Linked DNA regions of Mus musculus: region 2 is linked to region 1. A link is a contact called in public Hi-C data. All regions are on one chromosome and are shown on one strand. The core of a region is the stretch at or near the end of the contact, and the rest is flanking DNA. Distances in the headings are between cores, read along the strand shown.

Region 1 (7,150 bases), core at 3,056-5,555:
TGCCCATAACTTAGATTTCAACATGAGTTCTGGCAGTCGCTTCGCTCCAGTGAAGGATACCCTTGACGGTGGCAGTGTGCAATCAATATGGTGTAATCAGCCTGCTTTCCTTTGACAGAAAAAGTGGATAATTGCTGCTGTGGCGGTGGCTGTCATTGCCGTCCTGGCTCTAATCATTGGCTTGTCGGTTGGCAAATGATTGCGTAGATGGCGCTGGGTGCTTGCCTCTCCCTCAGGGTGGCAGTAAGTGACTAATCAACTAATTTACTTATTAACCTTCTCAATCAGCCAGTAGTGTTGTTTCCCCAGTGTTACTATGCTCAAAATTCTTGGGGGCTTGCCCATTGAGCACTTTGCTTCAGGCGTTAGTGGCCTCTGCTTACTGAGGCGACACAGGCGGCACAAGGTGGCAGCTCCCTTGCCGGCTCCCTGGAAAACTAAATGCTGCAGTTCTTACATTGTTATGTTGCAGTTCGTGTTACGTTGTAACTTTCTGGATAATGGCAGCAACTGCTAAGAACTGTGAAATACTCTTAACTGCTCAGTTCACAGTGGGACTGAGAGAATGGAACCGAGCTCTGTACAACAGCAACAGACCAAACTCTTCCTGGGTCCCTGCCTGGCAGCATCTGTTCATTGGCAAGCAAACCCTGATATTTAATTAGCCGCCTGCTAGTTCCTGCAGGACCCTGAGTGTCCTGCGCTGTCTGGAAGGGCTCCTTTCGTTGGTCCTGAGCCTTACTGTAACCCCTGGGTCCTAGTGCTGCACTGGGTCATCCTTGTGGACACAGGACAGCCGGTGCTACTTCTTTCTTAACAGTGGTTTTCCACAGTGGCAGAAAGGAGGCTCCTCCGAGCTGCAGTCCTTACTGCCTTGCCACCTGCGAGACTTCTCTTGATTCCAGCACCTGGGTTGCAGAGAGAGCTCTCATCCTGGGACAAGAAAGACCTGCAGCCCCTTCTCTGTTGCCCCAGAGGTTCATACATCTTTCCTGATGTTGTCCTCCTAGTCTGCTGAAAAAGATGACAGATTGATTTTTTTTTTCTTCTACAAAATGGGACTTTTCAACATTTTCATTACTTTGTAAAACCATGTGTTTTGTTTTCCTGTAGCACCATGAGGTCAGTTGTGCTGTGAAAATGGTCACAGAGGTACAATGGTGGCACTCAGCATGACCAGTGAAGCACCTGCTTTTTGTGGGTGCCCATATGCTCTTCTTGCTAGGACCCAGGAGAGCAGGTCTGAGCCTCTGCCTTGGGTCAGCTGGCCATTTGCTGGAGTGCTTGTATATAAAACACACGCATGCACTCACACACACATGCACGCACAAATGCAGAATAATACACATTCTTTCCTTCCCTCATGAAACTAGAGGAGACAGCTGGGCCCTGTCTCCAGACGTGGTTTTCTGTTCCCTCCTGTCTCCTAAAGATGGACAAAAGTCACAGCCTGCCGAGTTACAGTGGGGCATCATGGGAACGGTGCTTGCTTTCTCTCTGCACTGCAGACTCCTGTCTCTTTTCTTGCAGAAGGTGATGTTCGTCCTCATTTGTGTAGTCACTTTGCTTGTGATCCTTGGAATTATTCTCGCAACAGCATTGTCATAGCAACCGTACCCCAAGAGCTCTTTGTCCTCGGTGACTCCGACCATACCTGCAGCTTAGTCAGCATCCTGTCCTTCCACGAGTGAACCTCAGACTCCAGGGCTAGCGCCGAGCACTGAGGTTTTTATTGGTGATGAAGAAGAAAGCACCGCAGAGGTTTCGTACCATGAAACACCGCGAGCCCAGTGGATGCGACATGCCAGCCCAGAGAGCCTGGGTCTCTCTCAAGGACACCACAGAGATTTCACAACAGTGGCCTTGCCTTGGTAGCTTTGAAATAGGAATGATTGAAAAAGCCTAATTTTTAAAGACAATGTCAGTGTTAAAAATGTATGTTGTGTGTAATTAGGGTGTGCTCTGCGCTCAGCTGGCAGTGCTGACGAAGAGACTTCGTGCCAGGCCTGATCTCTGTTCATGTCTTGTTTGCAGAATCATCACAGAACTGTTTTGTAAGGCATCTGTAAGTTAAGTTCCTTAATCTATTAACATCTAAACTCCCTTTCTAAGCTAGACACTGCCTTGTGAAGGACAATGGGCCAGCCCCGGGCAAGCATGAACACTGCCTTACAGCCCCTCAGGGCCCTTCTATAGTGCCTTCTGGTGACCCTGACTAGGAAGTGTGAGGGTCTGAAGAGCCTTGAACGTTAGCTCACGGAGGGGACAAGCAGTCACATGCCGCACTCATGTTACTCTTCCTTGTTCATGTGAGCTGATGGAGTCTCAAGGCAAGGCGACAGTGACGATGGAGCAAACTTGGTGCTCACTAAACTCAAGAGAATGGTCCCGGGTACATAGCCACTCCTGGATGGCACCTGAAGGACCAGGTCCTCAGCCCAACACCCACGAGTGCCCAGAGTTCCTAAGAAACCATGAAGTGTGGGATAAAGCTGTGCACTGGTTTACACTTGTGAATAGATGGCCCAGCGACCAAGTATGTGAAGGATACCATGACTAGTGAACTCTGCCAACTGCTGACTGTGATGAGTGCTCACTCTACCCCAGCCTCACTTGGTGGGATATGATGTAGCCATGCCGGGTCAGAACACCAAGTGTGAGCAAGTGCTACTGAACTATCTAAAAACCATGATCCTTTCAGTGGTGAGTGTGCCACACTGTCACCTCCTCACACCTCCTGGTCTGACACCCCATGTGCCGAGAGCTACTGCAGCAGGCTGGGCTGTGGGTCCTGGTCTAGAGTTAGCCTGTAGTGCAGCCACTCCTGGCTGATAGCTCACCCTTCCTAACTGGGAGCTCACCCTTCCTGCCTGGAAGCTCACACTTCCTGTCTGGGAGCTCACCCTTCTTGCCTGGGAGCTCACACTTCCTGTCTGGGAGCTCACACTTCCTTCCTGGGAGCTCACACTTCCTGCCTGGGAGCTCACCCTTCCTGCCTGGGAGCTCACACTTCCTGCCTGGGAGCTCTGAAGATGAACCTGGGCCTTTGCAGCTCACCCTCTCTGCATCAGTCAGTGCCATCGGATTTAGCTGCAGAGACCATGCGTACCACCCAGGCTCCCACCACCCACAGCCAGGTGTCCCTCCAGTCCAGCCTGAGCCCTTGGCCTGCAGTGTGCTCGCAGAGCGCTCAGGAGACCTCTCGACCAGGCAGGCAGCTGAATCTGGATTTCCAGTGAATCAGGGGTGTGTGGGTGACTGAGTCAGCACTCCAGATACATCTCTCTGCTGACTTCATAGCCTATTTAAAAATATATTTACAGATTCCCTTGTTACCTTTTCCAAGCATTTCTTCAAATATTTTGTGTTTACATTAAAAAGTTCTCAGAGATGCAAACAAGAAATCGTTTGTGCCTCCTCATTGTAGCAGGGAATTTGGGGAGATCACGGTTGCGTAAGAGCCCATTGTGTGACACTTTCTGAGGGGACATGAACGAATATCTACCCACTCCAGATAGGTAACCAGCCACAGACCACAGTAAGTCTAAACACATCTTCCATGCAGGCATGTCTTCCAGGCAGGAGATGTCAGTTGTCATCCCGAGAGGAGCAGCTGACGTGATCACCTCTGCCAATGAGCCCTGTTAGCTTGGAGGGCTGGGCACGGGCTGACGGGAGACTGGGGCTCTGTAGTAGTGGAACTGCCTTCGCGTTGCCCCAGGGCTGCTATGTGGTGCAACTTGTCCTGAGTTTTTATGCAACAGGCTGCGTGCTCAAGAGTGATACACATTAGTGAGCATGGTAAATTCACTATTTCACCAAGGGCATTTGAATGGGATCCTCTCTTGGGTTGCTCAGTGGCCCTCTACCAGAGGTCAGTAGACATTTATTTCCCCTAGAATAGACCCTGACTGGAGGGTATATGTCATGGGTGAGAGGCCAGGAGTCTCACCCTCAGCCTGGTCACTGGAGGAGAACCACACAAGTTTAGGGCCTAGATACAGGCACAGTGAAGTCTAGATCCCTCTGTGTGCTGGGGACCTGGAGTTAAGTCACAGTGACCTTACCCCACCTTTCTGTTTTATCAAAATGCTCCTTAGCTTGGCCCCAGACCCTCTGCAGGGGCATGTCCTCTCTCGGGCCAGGCATAGAAAGAAGGGAACGGTGCGAGCTCAGCACTCTGTTTCATAGACCAGAGTTTTCTGTCCCCTTCCACCTAGACAGGTGTGACAGACTTGGCTTCCTCACTAAGGCACCACTGACTTCAGTGTGCTGTGTAATACACACACACACACACACACACACACACACACACAACAACGCTCTACTCTGAAGACAAGCACAGGTCTCCCTTCCCCCTTTCGTGAAGCAAGCAGCTCTTGCTCCCCAAATACCCACACAGCAGCAACTGTGAGCCTGGCAGGCCCACCATGCTGGGGAGCAGAAGAAACCACCCAAGTTAGGGCACCGTGGGGTCCAGAGGAGGGCCGGGAGCCACAGATCTCAGAGGTGTTGGTATGTTGAATTTGGACTGTTCAGAGAAGAAAGGAAATGGGTGAAGGGGTGTGGTGCTGTGGGTTTCTGGGGTGGGGTGCCACAGGCTAAGGCAGCATGGGGAAAGGTGGGGACATGCCTGACGGGGGCTCAGTCACACGGGAGAAGGCTGTGTCAGTGTTGGGCAGCAGAGGTCAGGAGAGAGACACCTTGAATGTGTTCGGTGGAAGATGAGGGGTCCAGGGGCTGGCTATCGCTTCGGACTCCCATTGGTTCGTTCACCGTTAAAAGACATTGATTGCCCCGACTATGATGTTGGGCAGTGTGATTGCTGAAGAGGAACAGAGAGGACCCCTTGTGAGCTTCCTGAGTATGCCAGTGACAACTATGAACAGGACAGAGGGTGCTGGACACTTAGTCTCTGCTTCCTGCCCTACACTGCTTCCTGGTCTTTCCTTCCCATTCTACCTTGCTTCCTGGTCTTTCTTTACTTCCTGCTCTGGTTCCACTTTACTTCCTGCCCTGCTTAACTTCCCACCCTGCACCATTTCCGGTCTTGTCTAACTTCCACTTCCCACTTGGCTTCCTTTGTTAGCTTCAATTCTCTCTTCTCTTCCTGCTTCAGTGTAGTTGACCCCAGTGACTGGCTTTAGAAGCAATTGGTTTAGTGATGCTGGCTTTACAATCACGGATGCCCAACACCTTCCTAGCCACCAGCCTTGCAGCCTGTGGGATAGTTCAGCAGAGCCTCCCCCCCAAACCCTGAGGCCAAGGTCCAGCGCCAGGGACCCATTCCTGAGTGTCTCGGGACCTCACCCCTCTGCCCTCCCACCCAGCTGTGCCTTCTGTGCCCTGCAGAAGTTTCCCAGTAACCGCTCACAGTCGACTGCATTGACTTCTCTGGTCAACTTAACCCTACAACCAGAGCCAAAAGTAGAGCCACAGAAGAGCAGAGAGGTCAAGATGAAGGCAGATGCTAAACCAGGCAGGAGCCTCCGGCTATGACATCAGGTCTGTGGTCCCGCCCAAGCTACCTACATCAGTAGCATCCTTTCCCACTGGAGAGTCATCCGAGCCCCATATGGAATCCTGCTGGGACATAACTTTTTTTAAACTTTATTTTGTATGTACGAGTGTTTCGTCTGCATGTATGTCTGTGTCGCATCTGCATGCAGTGCTTGAAGAGGTCAGAAGAGCCTCACAACCAGTGGAGCTGGAGTTACCTCAGCCTTTGTGTGGGCGCTGGGAGTAGAACCTGGGTCCTCTGGAGGAGCAGCCAGTGCTCTTACTGCCGAAGAGTGGATCTCTCCAGTTTGGGGACAGACATTATTTTTGAAGGCCATGTGTGACATGGGCAAAGCCTCGGTCACATCTCCCAGGCCGAGTAGCTGTCATACCCTGGGTTTCCAGAGGCTGTAATTGGTGCTGGAAGATGATTTGCTTTGAATGTCTTTGGCCGGATTTAAGCTCCGGGATGGAATTCTCTCCCCGAGACACCCACGTGGCTCACTCCCACACTAGTCTGGGGCCTTAGCCTTAAGGCCACCTGCTCAGAGAGGCCTAACATGGCCTGTACTCTCATAGACACCCCTCCCCGCACCTCACCCCTACCCCCACACACCGTTTTCCATTTCTTCCTAGGGCTGTCTCTGCCCTCCACACCGGAGTCACTCATGTACTATCCGTTCTGACCAGCAGGTGGCAGCATTGCTCACCGTGCCCTCTGTGCTATATAGGGCACACTGTCCGATACATAAAAATGATTAAGGCTCAGAATAGGAGCCACCATCTCCAGTACCTGCTCATGTCCTTGCCGTTAAATGCTACCGCTGATTTAATGCAATGACTCAACTGCTTCGTTCAAGTGTGGGCAAGTATAGAGGTACCGTTTAAGCAGGACTCTGGCATCTAAATCCGGGAAAAGCCAATGAAATGAGCTCTGTTCAGAAGAGGGGTGTGTTAAAGGGATTTTTTTTTTCCTTTTTAAAATACATGGAGAACAACCGAGGAAGGGTTTATTTTGGCTTCCAGTTTCTGAGGTTTTGGCACTATTGGCCTGGCTCCATCGCTTTGGGACAGAGGTAACTAGAAAGTGTGACAGTCAGAAAGCAGAGAGATATGGAAAAGGACCAGGGATAGAATAACCCTACAGAGACACCCCACTCCCCACACCCACCCCACACGGGACCTTGTGCTAGCTAGTTTTTTTTTTTGTTGTTGTTGTTTTTGTTTTTTGTTTTTGTTGTTGTTTTTTTTTTTTTTAAACTTGACACAAGCTAGAATCATCTGAGAGGAAGGAAACCTAATGGAGAAAATGCCTCCATAAGATTAACCTGTGTGTAAACCTGTGGTCGGTTTCTTGACTGCTGATTGATGCGGGGAGGGCTCCGCCCACTGTGGGCGGAGCCATCTCCGTGCTAGTGGTCCTGAGTGCTATAAGCAAGCAGGGGAGCAAGCCAGTAAGCAGCATCCCTCTGCTTCAGTTTGTGCCTCCAGGTTCCTGCCTTGAGTTCCTGGCTTGGCTCAGTGGTGGACTTCGAGCTGTAAGTTGAATAAACCCTTTCCTCCTCTCATTGCTTGTGGCCGTGGTGTTTCTCACAGCAATAGAAAAGGAACCAAGGGAGGCCCGCTTCCTCCCAGTAGCCCACAGATAAAG
Region 2 (6,703 bases), core at 3,891-6,390, 36 kb before region 1:
GAGCCAACCAGGGACACTGCTAATGACACTCTTCTATGCTTGCAGACAGGAGCCTGAGTTAACTGTCTTCTGAGAAGCTTCATCTAGCAACGATGGAAACATGCAGAGACCCACAGTCAAACAGCAGGTGGAGCTAGGGGAGTCTTAGGCAAGTGGCTGAGGGAGCTGAAGGGATCATCTCAGACCTAAAGTAAACTAACCTGGGCCCATGGGGACTCAGAGAGACTGAACCACCAACCAGAGCATGTGTGGGCTGGACCTAGGCCCCTTACACATATGTAACAATTGCTAACAATTGCGTATCTTGGGTCTTCATGTGAATTCCCTAACAATTGGAGGGGGGATTGAGTCTTGTCTGCCCTTGGATCACTATCCCCTAGCTGGGCTGCTTTGTCCGGCCAGTGGGAGATGTGCTTAGTCCTGACTCTATGTAGCAGGGAGGGTTGGTGCTTAAGGGGGTGGGGGGCCTTCACCTTCTCTGACGTGAGAGGAAGTGAGGGTTTCAATCAGGTTATAAACTGATTAAAAACAAAAAAATGGGGGCTAGAGATAGCTCAACTGATAAGTGCACTGACTGCTCTTCTAGAGTTCAATTCCCAGCAACCACATGGTGGCTCATAACCATCTGTAATAGGATCAGATGCCCTCTTCTGGTGTGTCTGAAGACAGCTAGTGTATCCTATACATAAAAAAAATTTTTTTAAATCCAAAGCCCACAGAATAAAGCTGTTTCTCAAATGCCAGACCCCAGCTTCTCTGTTGGTGACACTGCTTCAATCAGCCATAACTGCTGGGTAATAAATGATTAGTAAGGAGCCATCTATTCAAGGATGCTTTTTTAAGGGAGGGGGGAGATTTCCCCTACTTGTAAAAACTGGAGAGAACTCGCTATTTGGCAGATCAAACTTCAAATCTTAAAAAAAAAATGTTATTCACAACTCCTACAGCAAATACTAGAGATGACTCAGAAAACTGAGGCAAAGCAGAAATGATATATATTTAAGTTCTTCCAATAAATAATGTAAATCTCTGCACTCTGGTTAAACACACGTAAGCAGCTCCCACATTTAACTGTTACAAAAATCAGAAAGTCATAAAGGTTCTACATTCTATACCAGGTTTACACACAATGTATTAATTCAAGACATCTAAATGAGGTTTCATCCCAGTCAGGGGAGAGGGTCTTCACCTGATCATAGCATAGCACATACATCAAATTTGAGTCTTGCAATCAGTCTGCTGAAGCTAGAATGCACAGTATGAGTTCCTTCCACCTTCCCCACTGTATTTAAGTCATCTACCTTCTTTGGGGAGAAAAAAACAAAACAAAACAAACACCAACAACTATGTGAAGGTATCCACCCTTCTAGGAACTTTGGTAGACTGGACCAGCAGAGCACACGGAATGGCTTGCTGTAAATACATCTGAGCAACACAGTTGTGCCGGGATCACACACCTAAGTCTCAACTAACACTATCACATCAGAGAAGCCCACCCTACTCCTCAGTGGCAGTAGCCCTAGCATTTCCTCTCCTGCACAACCTATATAAACCCCGTGGGAGAAAAAAAAGATCAGCTGCTGTAATACTGTAACAGCCTACCATGAATTTTTTGAGACAGGTCTCTCAGTCCTGGAACTTGCTCTGTAGACTAAGGTTGGGGGCAAACTCAAGAGATCCTCCTGCCTCTACCTCCTGAGACTACCACTCAATATAGGAGCCAATATTTGAAAGCAGAGGACATCTTAGAGAACCAACATTAGACATGGAAATGAAGAAATGTAGTCCATCTCAGAAAACCCTCAAGCTTCCGTCCGTCAACTGCAGTTCTAACTTCTGAAGGCCTAGGTTACAGAAATTGTCAACTGCAATCCTTAAACATCTGATGCGTACATACTTAAATCTTTAGTTTTACACAAGGTCTTCTCTTAGGTTAAACTACCTGGCTAAATGCAGGTAGGGCAGATATCATCCTAGCTGAGTCACAGACAATCTAAATGTTTATGAAGGTAGGCACAAGGAGAACATAACTGAATAGACCTCAGGTAATAGCAGAAGCATTTTAAACTATAATATGGCACAAGCTCCCTCGTGTTAGTGGCTTTAATAAGCAAGGGATGATTCACTTGTTTAGATTATTTGAAATACAACTTTATTCTGATTCTAAACGAAAAGAATGGGAATGACAGTAACAAACAAGATTTCCCCACTGGATATTGCGATGGGACTGCAGCAGTCTTATCTTTGAAATTCAGAAAGGAAACAACTCTGTTCCAAACAGCTAAATATGCAAGTCCAAAAAATGAAGGTATGTTTAACTGCCACATTCACTCGAAGCCCATTCATCTCCTTCAGCATCCCAATGAAGTACACGATCTGCTTAGCTAAATAAGGTGGCACACGCGCTGCACCGCTGACATCACAGGACAGTTGCCTATAAAACTAGACTTCTGACGCAGGGCTCCAGCTTCACTTTCTCACAGGTCATCATCCTCATCTGGGAGAGCAGTCGTCTGAGCAACCTGGAGCAACAAACAAAAACAAAACAGTGCAGATCAGAACTACCATTACCAAGTCAGGCCGAGCACCACCAGGACTGGTTAAGTGCGCACAGCCAGCTCTTCTAATGACCGGAGCTTGATTCCTAGCACCCCACATGTCTGGGCAGATCCAATGCCAACCTCTGCAGAAACTAGGCAAAGTGCACACACACACACGAAAACAAAACACTGTAAAAAAAGAACAAATACCTCTAAATCATGCTCGTACTGTGCTGCCAAAGCTGGGTCCATGACCACCTCAGGTGGGGCAAGAGCAGGCATGGCAACAAACTCCAAGTTAGGATCTCCAATGAGCTTTCTGGCAAGCCAGAGGAAAGGCTTTTCAAAGTTGTAGTTACTTTTGGCAGAAATGTCATAGTACTGTTTTAAAAGAAAAAGGAATGTATGCTTAATGATTCTATTAATAATCTCCATTCCAGGACATTCTAAACAAAGACATTTTATAATCCACATTAAAACCCTCTGACCAATTTTTAATATAGAACATATACGGGTACCTTATATACAATCTTCTCTAAGAATGAACCGAGAAATTAGAACGTACCTGAAGATTCTTCTTCCGGTGGAAGACAATAGATTTTGCCTTCACTTTCCTGTCTTTAATATCCACTTTGTTGCCACACAATACAATGGGGATGTTTTCACACACTCGTACCAGATCTCTATGCCAGTTAGGTACATTCTTGTAAGTAACTCTTGAGGTTACATCAAACATTATAATGGCACACTGGGCTGAAAAACATTGGAGACAGTAGAGTGTCTTAGTCTACTGCAGGACTCAGTCATCATCTTGGGCCTGACTCTGGATCACCCATCAACCCACTCCATTCAAAAGTCCTCCCTGTCCCCCACTAAAAAGTTAGATGGTAAAACATGGCACACTGACTCCAATTCCTCTTCAAATGAAAACTCCAAAAGTCAAGACCAATTCACTCTATCAACTACCTTCTTCTCCTCAAGGCACCTAATCACTAACTACCAACTGCTGGCCCATCAAAGTTCATCAAAGTTCAAACACCAGTCTTCTAAAATCTGAGCCCAGGTTTCTATAACCTACCCTGCAGGGATGGTGAGGATACAGTTTAAGAGGAAGCACGTGAGCATCCCCATTTTTTTGGTTAAAAAGTTAACCCCGGTTATAAACACCCCTTTGCCTTTACATGCGAAGAAGCCAAAGAACGAATTTTCTCATCATGCTAGTAAGATCACAAGGATATTCATTCGTCTTTAAACACCAACAGACTCTTTCCCCACTAAGCTTTTTCGATTACTTTCAAGGAGAAAAGTAAAAGTACAGTTTCCATGAGGCGGCAGGTTTCACGTGTGAGAGAGGGCCTGGCTCCAGGAGGGGCTAGAGGTTTAGTATCTTGGGGCAAATGCTCACTACTTATTTTAATGATGGGAATAATCACGGGTAAGCTACTGCGTGTAGCCCTTAATTCAAGTTTCGAAAACCAAAAAGTGACCCGGGAGCTTTCCCAATAGCTTAGTCTCCTACTAAGTTCTGAAGCCACACAGTTTGCCCCAAATCAATGCCTAGCATGACACAGCATATGATCAAACGACACCACGGACGATTCTTATAAAAGAAAAAAAAAATCTCCTATCCACTCCAACCAGGTCGCCTCCCTCCAAGAGATTTCTGTCCCCTCTCCTTAGTCACCCGGCAACGGCTGGCTCTCCGGCTCATACCCCAAGCACATGTCCGAGGGCCTGGGCCCACTTCCGCAAGGCCCCCCTCACCTTGGATGTAGTAGCCATCGCGCAGGCCCCCGAACTTCTCCTGGCCGGCCGTGTCCCACACGTTGAACTTGATGGGTCCTCTGTTGGTATGGAAGACGAGCGGGTGCACCTCCACGCCCAGGGTGGCTGCGGGGAACAGGGCGGCAGAAGGGGTCAGCCGTGCACTGCCCGCCGCCTTCCCCCGGAGGCCTCGCTGCCGTGAAGCACCCCCGGCCGCACCTACCTACATACTTCTTCTCAAACTCGCCCGTCAAGTGGCGCTTCACGAAGGTTGTCTTCCCGGTGCCGCCGTCGCCCACCAGGACGAGCTAGATTCAAGAGACGAGGCGGCGGCGTGAGCGGTCCCCGCCATGCCGTCCCCTCCCGACCTCCCCGCTCGCTCGCCCTCCGAGGGCCCCCGTGCGGCCGCACACGCACCTTGAACTGGACCTGCGGCTCTCCCTGGGCGGCCATCGCGGCGGATCCTGCGGGGAGAGAGAGCGGCTGCGGCACGTGCGCCCCACAAAGGCCGCGGCCGGGAAGAGCGCGCGGGAAGGCGGGGACGCGGCGTGAGACGGTGGGGGGAAGGGAAGCGGGCTGAAAAAGCCCAGGGCGCTGCCCGTCCGCCTCGCCTCGCCTCGTCGCCAGCGCCGCCCCGCGCCCACCCGAAGGACACCCAAACCCTCCGGTCACCGCCCGCGCCCGCGCCCGCACCCTCCCGGCCTCGACGCTACCTTCCAGAAGAGTCTCCGCGCCTGTCCGACTGGAGCTGGAAAGATGGCGGAAGCGCGATTCAAATGCCGGAGACGCAGCGGACGCCGGCGCGCGGAGGGGGGGAGGAGCCGGGAGAGGGCGGAGCAACGGCGCCGCGCCCAACCACGCGGCGCGCGTGCACGCGCACGTCCGCTGGAGCCGTCCGACTCGGCCGGGGGCCCTCGGAGCGCCCAGGGCGGGAGAGGGGCGGCGGGTCACGTGGGCCGGCCGAGCGGGGACGCGCACGCACGCGGACCGTGAAGGGCCCGCGGGAGCCGGCGCTGAGCGCGGGCTGCCACGCGCATGCGCTGGCTGCGGGAGGCCGCGCGTTACGCGGGCGGCGGCCTAGCCAGGGGCCTCGTGGGCGGGAAAGGCGGGTGCTGCTTCTCGGTCGCTCGCTGCCGCTCAGCGGGCACCGCCCGACCTTCGTCCCCAAGTCCTGTGTCCACAGGCACCGGGGATCTCGCGGGCGGGCGATCGCTAAGTGTGCGCGGCCGCCGTCTGCAGAATGAATGGAGGGAATGAATGAGGGTGCGCGCGCCCGAGGCCCGGCTTGCGTCAGCCATGCGTGCCCGGCATGGACACGGCCTGGCCTTCCTGGGAGGATGGGACCGGATGCAGTTAGTCCAGGCGTTCAGCATCCCAGGGCCCTTCCTCTGTTGCGTGGTCTGAGTAATCTGTCTCGCAGAAGATACCCTACCCTGGCTCCCTCCTGAGCAGCAATTGACCAGCAAATACAGATGCTGCTGGGGAAATGGAAAATGTATCTCTGATGACCAGAGCTTGGGGGCCCTGCTGTTACTTTGTACTATGCAATCTAAAAGGAGCCAGCACAGGCCTTAGGGTTCCAAGGCTAGCCTGGGCAACTTAGGTAGAAGACAGGTGGGAAAGTGTGCACAAAAACTATAACATAACGTTAACATAGTATGTTTAATGGAACGTCAGTTACATATTTATATAAATACAAAGTTACTATATTTTGGAGTATATGTAACAAGTCGGCTACAAGGGGCTATGCTGTGAGCTGTATTCAATAGAGGATATAACAGGAGGTGGAGATCAAACAGAGTTTAGGAGAAAAACGGTCAACCCGCCTAGTTCCAGTTTGGTAGATTGTTGATACAATGTAGCACCTGGTGCTGGGTGGTGACATCACCAGTGACCCTCTCCCCGAGAAAACTTATCATGAACTTACTTGTCCTGGCAACCAGCCTGCCGAACCGCATCATCTGGTGGCCTGGTTTGTGTTACTAACTGGCCCACGCTTAGAACTTACAAAGAACCTCATCCTAAGAAGCCGAGGGAAACAAGAGAATACACTCAAGCGGGCATAGGCGCAGCTCTCCCTGCAAGCACTGTCTGGACTGCCCACTGCTGCCTGGTTTACAGCATTTTCTTTGCCATCCAACGTGAACTGCAAACCTATTCTTAGCCTGAACTTTAAAACTTAACATGTATGAGTACTGGGGGTGTGGGTGTTGGTCGGGAGACAGCTATAGACAGGCTATTTGTACAGCCTTGGGGGGAAAGTTGCTGTTGCGGAAGGGATTGTAGCTTGTGATGGTTAGTCTACTGGATTTAGGGTTGTGAAGGGTGTGTCTCTTGTACTCACAGAGAGGTTTAACTGAACCTGGGCAGTACCCTAGACTGAACAAAATGGAGACCAG

Evidence for each region. Hi-C and Micro-C count contacts between places; a contact is called where the count stands out from the background.
Region 2: a contact with region 1 is called in a Hi-C map of CD8 T cells, with 2.0 times the contacts expected there. The contact joins the promoter of Ran here to the enhancer-like site in region 1. A contact is called at or near these places in 14 of 484 Hi-C or Micro-C datasets (CD8 T cells, CD8 central memory T cells, the G1E-ER4 cell line and 6 more), 6 of 115 datasets of contacts at active chromatin or transcription factors (bone marrow-derived macrophages, effector CD8 T cells and embryonic stem cells) and 2 of 9 other capture datasets (adipose tissue and liver).

Annotation. Positions count from the first base shown.
Region 1 is chr5:128,980,811-128,987,960 of GRCm38.p6, reverse strand. Stx2 (syntaxin 2) reads left to right here. Exons shown (of 11, transcript NM_007941.3): 10 at 119-243; 11 at 1,531-3,404. The coding sequence ends at 199. Among named protein-coding and RNA genes, the nearest start is that of Stx2, 24 kb to the left of the region's middle. Within about 2 kb of position 4,305, at least 17 of the 459 cell types and tissues checked have an H3K27ac peak or open chromatin away from gene starts, as enhancers often do. A contact at or near this core is called in CD8 T cells, CD8 central memory T cells, effector CD8 T cells and 1 more, where this site is marked.
Region 2 is chr5:129,018,593-129,025,295 of GRCm38.p6, reverse strand. It overlaps Ran (RAN, member RAS oncogene family), which reads right to left and starts at 5,140. Exons shown (of 7, transcript NM_009391.3): 1 at 5,018-5,140; 2 at 4,722-4,768; 3 at 4,528-4,612; 4 at 4,305-4,430; 5 at 3,106-3,293; 6 at 2,751-2,921; 7 at 975-2,522. The coding sequence starts at 4,757. The coding sequence ends at 2,478.